Regions from separate parts of the Hordeum vulgare genome. Here region 1 is linked to region 2. Evidence: chromatin contacts called from public Hi-C data. All regions are on one chromosome and are shown on one strand. Each heading gives the region's core, a stretch centred on a gene start, on an enhancer-like site or on the middle of the called end of the contact. The rest is flanking DNA. Distances are from core to core; before and after follow the strand shown.

Region 1 (2,976 bases), core at 382-2,881, 610 kb before region 2:
GCAGATGCACCAACAGCTGACATAGTTGGCAAAGATGATGGTGCTGCAGGAACAGGCGGAGGCGTTGGCACTGGTGCTGGTGCAGGCGCAGGAGTTGGTTCAGGAGGAGGACGGGGCAGGATGTGCTTCAGTCTATTGTTCCTGTAGTTTTTCCAGAAGAAATATTGCTGCCTATGAGCAACTTCCTGTCAAAGAAATTTGCAGGTAAGAGTTAGTTACATACACATGATTCAATGTCCTAAATAATTAAACATGTTTTTTCAAATACTAAAAAAATATATTCTGCAGATAAAATGGTGAACATTTAGAAGTGTGCACAGCTTAATATTCTTTCAGAACACACAACTGCTTTAACCAATTCCTCAGGAAATAAACATAGCGACTTAATATAATTGTATGTGCATTCGTAGCAACATTTTATCATTTTCCAGATCCTTTATGTTCACTACCAACCCACCGCAACAGTAATAATCTCAAAACAGACAATTCCAAAGAAACGGTTTGAAAAAAGGAGCTTGTAAACAGTGAAGGGTGAGAATGGTGCTTGAGTGCAATTCTAGCCAAATGGGGTCAAAGGTCACCTTGCTTGCTGGATGTGCCATTGCGTTTCGGAAATTTGCATTTTGGAGGAGCTCAAGAAAGAAAAGGCAGTGCGGATACCTGTACCATTAGTAACACTTATAACCATATTATTTTGTCCGCGAGCAACCCATTTGCACAAATCAAAAGTATAAGGTAACTCACATTATGTATTTGATGTACTCCGGACGCTGCCAATACTTGAGGTACTTGAGATACCCGATAAACGCCTCATCCTCAAAGTACCGATTCTGCGCTAGGTCTGCTTGAACAAAACAAATACTAGATAACTCCATCTCCCAAACAGAATCAAAATTAATACTCATACAAAGTATTGACTCTGAATACATCGGAAGCACATGAAACAACAATCAAAACATAAGCAATACATAATCCAGTCTCCCTTGCCTTATCACACTCCGCGGTCTTACCAAAACAAAATCATACCATGTGAATTTGTTACTCGAGAGCCCATCACAGTCACTGACTAACACATTCAACAACAGGACAAATTCTCACTGATAAGCTAGCTACTCGCCCTCGCTGCAGGACTCAAGCCACAAAAAGGCCATGATGAAACTTGCTGCGTTGTGATACCCAATAAGCTAATCTCTAACCAACCAGTTGAAACGGGGGTTGTGAGGAGAGTTACTGTACAGTTGATGTAGATGGGGTTGGCCAGGCACTGGATGAACTCCAGCTCCAGGAGGAACCGCTGCCTCCCGTCGTCAGGATCCTTGTACGGCGGCTGCTTCGCGCCCCTGCAACCCACACGACGCCCCGATCAGGGAGATATGTGAGCTTGCTTTCGCGTGACCTAAACACGGAGATGAGAGAAGCGGGCAAACAGGGGAGGCGCCCACTGACGTCGTAGGCGGTGGCGGTAGCGGTGGCGCGGGAGGCGTATCCTCCTCCATGGCATCCATGCTTCCCGCGGGCCTTCGACGGCGCCGGCGAGATGGGTAGGGCGACGGCGAGGACGACTGGCCGGCGAGGAGACTGTTTTTCCTAGTTTTTTTAGGGAGGCAGTATTCTTTCTGAGGGAGCGACGGAGCGTACCTGACCTGTGGCTTGTATATGGGCTTTAGGGACCTGTGGCTTGTTACCTCTTCGCCGGACCGTGCAGGGTCTTATTGGGCTGGACGTCTGGCACTGATTTTGTATTGGAGCTTTCGCAAAATCACTGGTTAGCGAGTACTCCCTCTGTCCGAAAATACTTGTTCTAGAAATAAATATAATGGATATATCTATAATTAAAATAAGACTAGATACATTCATCTTTAGGACAAGTATTTCCGGACGAAGGGAGTACATCTTTCAGGAAGCAATTAGTTAGCGAACGAGCCTCTCAGCGATCGCTCTCATGCGCCGTCATTTGGCGCGTTTCCGGCCGCCGTCACGTGTCGCGTTCTGAGCGTTTCCTTCAAATTTTATTTTTTTATTTTCCTATACACGATTTTGCCTTTTTACCGAGTATTTTTTTTCGATTTTTTTTGATATTACGGCTTTTCATGGTCCTTCGTAACTTTTGGAAGAAAAAAATCAAAAATTCTTTTTCACGAAAAAAACACGTTTTTTGTTTTTTACACGAAAAAACGTTTTCTGTGTTTTTGTAAGAGTTACGGTTTTGCCTTCACGATAGGCATGACCGTGCCTATCGGAAAGGAAAAAACACATTCTTTTGTCTTTTTTTTACGAGAGGCATGGTTTTGCTTACGCGAGAGGCACGTCCGTGCCTTTCAGAAAGGGAAAAAACACATTTTTTTTTGCAAGAGGCACGGTTTTGCTTCTGTGGAAGATACGGTTTTGCCTTCGCGAGAGGCATGGTTTTGCTTACGCGAGAGGCACGCCCGTGCCTTTCGGAAAGGGAAAAAACACATTTTCTGTTTTTTGCAAGAGGCATGGTTTTGCTTCCGTGGAAGACACGGTTTTTGCCTTCGCGAGAGGCATGTCCGTGTCTCTCTCGAAAGGGAAAAAACGCGTCTTCTATTTTTTTACGAGAGACGCGGTTTTGCTTCCGTAAAAGACACGATTTTGTCTTCGCGAGAGGCACAGTTTTGCTTCTGCAAAAGGCATGGTTGAAAAGTGTATTCGCTAAATAGTGATTTCGCATCTTCCAACGATTACTCTCACCTCCACAGGTTGTGACAAGTGGCGCACTGCATGCCAAGTTTTCCTTTTTTCGTAGACCCGTATTTTCAAAATATTTTATCTCCTAAACCATGCGTCCAAATCTCCAACCATTTTCACCGTTGGTTTTCTCACGTCGAGATCTTCAAAGCTAGATTTCATGTTGATAAGTTTTGACGAACTTTTCTTTTCACGAAAAAAAACTGAAAGAAAAATACGTACAAAAAAAACATGCATCACATGATAGAAAAAACAGAAAACACGTAT
Region 2 (2,906 bases), core at 311-2,810:
TTAGTCTGTTAGTACCTTTGAGTAACCAAAGTCGCAAATTTTCACTCGAGGTGTTGGACTCCCATCCAGGAGAGTGTTTTCCAGTTTAAGATCACGGTGACAGATTTCCTGCATTTGCAGCATTAGTTCATGAGCACTTGGGTTTTGCATTTGTTTTCTTTCATGAATTTCAAAAGGCAAAGCGTACCATAGAATGGCAGTAGCTGACCCCTGAAAGTAGTTGCTGGAAGAAGTATCTTGCCTGTTGACACGCATAGCAAACAGGTTACATGATTACTTATACTGTTAGCAGACAAGGTTCAGAATAAAGATAATCTGATGACATAGCAAGGTAAGTATGTTCAAGAGCAACCTCATCTTCACTGAATCGGCCCGCGGTGCATATTCTTTCGAAGAGTTCTCCGCCAGCAGCATATTCCATGACGATGGCAAGGTGCGTCGGAGTTACACAAACCTGTCCTCGATATTATTAGCAAGGCAATTCAATTTTATCTAAAGCTGACAATTTGCTTAGTTGAATATCAGGACAGAGACATTCTAGGACAAACTTGGATGATTCTGAACTCATTATCACCAACCATAGTGACCCTGAAATGTAGGGGTTCAGTGCCGCCCAGCCCAACAATACTAAGTTTTGACCAAAAAACCATTACTAATAACTGGCAGAGCAGTCATGACGCAAACATTCAAAAAGATAATCGTCATTTATTCCCAAAAATATTAGGGTGTCAATTCTGCTTTCTGGAAGAAACAGAGTACTTCAGTGTTCATACTTCAGAACCTTCAAATTTATGAAGTATTTAATTTAACCAAACTAATGTAACTGAGAATCAACAAACTTAACAAACGACTAACGAGTCAAGAAGAACGGGCAATTACCTCCTTGAATCGTATGATGTTAGGGTGCCGGAGCGAGCGGTGATTGATGATCTCCCTCTGCACATTCTCATCAATCTGCACGCACACAAACAGACCCCAGAAATCACACATCCAGCAACACAAACCTGCAGCCACAGTCACTACACTGCCATTTATCGAGAATTGATTCTTCAAGAAGAACCCCCAAATCCACGAGTGCTCAACGACCAAACCTCAGAAGTCAGAAGTAAAGAACACAGGGAAGGAACGGAGAACCACGACCACGACATATATACCTTCTTGCCCCTCTCGATGTACTTGACGGCGACGAGCTCTTTGGTGCGCTTGTCCCTGACCAGCCTCGCCACCCCGAAGTTTCCCGTCCCCAACTCCTTCAACGCCTCGTACCTCTCCTCCATCGCCACCACCCGCCCGCCTCAATCCCAACTCCCAAGGTTTCGAGGGGCGGCTCCAACTCGAACGAATCCGACCGCGAGAGAAGCCCGACTCAGAGCAAACCTCCTCCTCCTGCTGCTGCTGCTGGTGGTGGTGGTGGTGCTGCTGCTGTTGCTGACCCAGCAGAGGACCAAGAGGCGGAGAAAAATATAGAGTTGCGCGCGCCGTCACCGGAAAGCGAAGCGAAGCCTCGGCTCGGGGCTGGGGCGGAAGCGACGGAACGAGGGCGGCGGAGAGACGCGCGATGGCCGACACGTGTGGGAGGCAGTGGCGGTTTTTTGAATTGGGGGTGGGCCAGGAGATACGTCGCGGCCGCGTGGGACCCGCCGGGAGCTCACCTAATCGGGGGCGGCAGGCGGGCCCCCCCTTGGTTAGATGGCACGTCCGATGGGGTGACGTGGCATCTCTGGACGCATGGGCTTGACGCGTTGCCCACCTAGGTGTCCTTTTTTTTTCGCAATTTGGTTAGATTTTTGGTTGGGGTTTTCCCACCGTGATGTTCTGACAAATGCGATCCTTTTTTATAATCTCAATTTAAATTCGATCTTGGCTCATCCTTCCCTTGTTTCTTTTAGACAAGACTAGATGCCAGTGCTACCAAGAAATCACCAAGCTCAATGCACGAGAGGAAAACAGGGCTAGCATGATGGGTGTTTGATTCGAGACTAAAACGTCGGACAACCATCTTTTAATCAAGATCGACCAAGTGGGCTAGTATAGTTTTATCGTGATGAATTTAGCTAGTTATCGATCTAAAATATACTTCCTCCATTTTTAAGTACTCTATAAGTTTTTCTAAATTTTTCATTATAGATTATATACACAACAAAATAAATGAACTTAAAACATGTTTAATGGCAGCGCACAAATTTTCTCTTGCATCCGTTCGCAGACAGGGGATTAGTCCATACACATGGATGCGAAGGACGACATTAATGGTAGCCGCATACATTTTTGATAATAATTCGAACCAACCGGATGAAATTCATGCAAACACGGCTGGATTTCATGCAAACATGACGGATTTCGTACAAATACGACGAATTTTATTACATTTTAAACATATTTTCACTAAAAAGATAAAAACTATGTGCATGTACGATCGCGCGGAGCTTCACTCCCATGATCCGTATATGCTATACTAGTCTATGGCCGCTCGCGGTGGATCCCTTTGTCTTCCCCATGTCCAGTAGTCCGCTTGCCGGACTGCCGGAAGCTCCATAAGCATATGCTTCAGCGCAAAGCATGCCTCGCTTCCCCACCGCTCGTCGAAGCGGAACCCCCGACTGATGTTTCAGCAGGAGGGGAAACGGGCACCTCCGCTTCCGTGCAGCTAATGCAGGGTCGACGAAGGTCTTCGCAAGAGAAGAACCGGGAAAGACACCCGGTGTGTACGTCGATGTTGCACCGACGATGGCCTTCATGGGACCCAAGCGGCGGCGGCCTCCCATGTTCTACTTCTCCTCGATGATGACGACGGACGTGGAGGCGCTGGCCACCGACTCGTCACTCTCCGCGCACCCGGCTTCTATCTTTGCCTCCATGGCGCGACCACATGCACGGGATGCGCAATCACCGGCATGGATGGTGCC

The links. Hi-C and Micro-C count contacts between places; a contact is called where the count stands out from the background.
Region 1: a contact with region 2 is called in a Hi-C map of leaf, with 2.8 times the contacts expected there. The contact joins the promoter of LOC123439173 here to the promoter of LOC123439125 in region 2. A contact is called at or near these places in 2 of 6 Hi-C or Micro-C datasets (leaf and seedling).

Annotation. Positions count from the first base shown.
Region 1 is chr1H:383,349,733-383,352,708 of MorexV3_pseudomolecules_assembly, reverse strand. It overlaps LOC123439173 (mediator of RNA polymerase II transcription subunit 31), which reads right to left and starts at 1,631. Exons shown (of 6, transcript XM_045115918.1): 1 at 1,447-1,631; 2 at 1,237-1,340; 3 at 745-841; 4 at 582-660; 5 at 1-185. The coding sequence starts at 1,505.
Region 2 is chr1H:382,743,072-382,745,977 of MorexV3_pseudomolecules_assembly, reverse strand. LOC123439125 (serine/threonine-protein kinase SAPK3) reads right to left here and starts at 1,560. Exons shown (of 9, transcript XM_045115876.1): 1 at 1,155-1,560; 2 at 880-954; 3 at 353-454; 4 at 188-241; 5 at 16-108. The coding sequence starts at 1,277.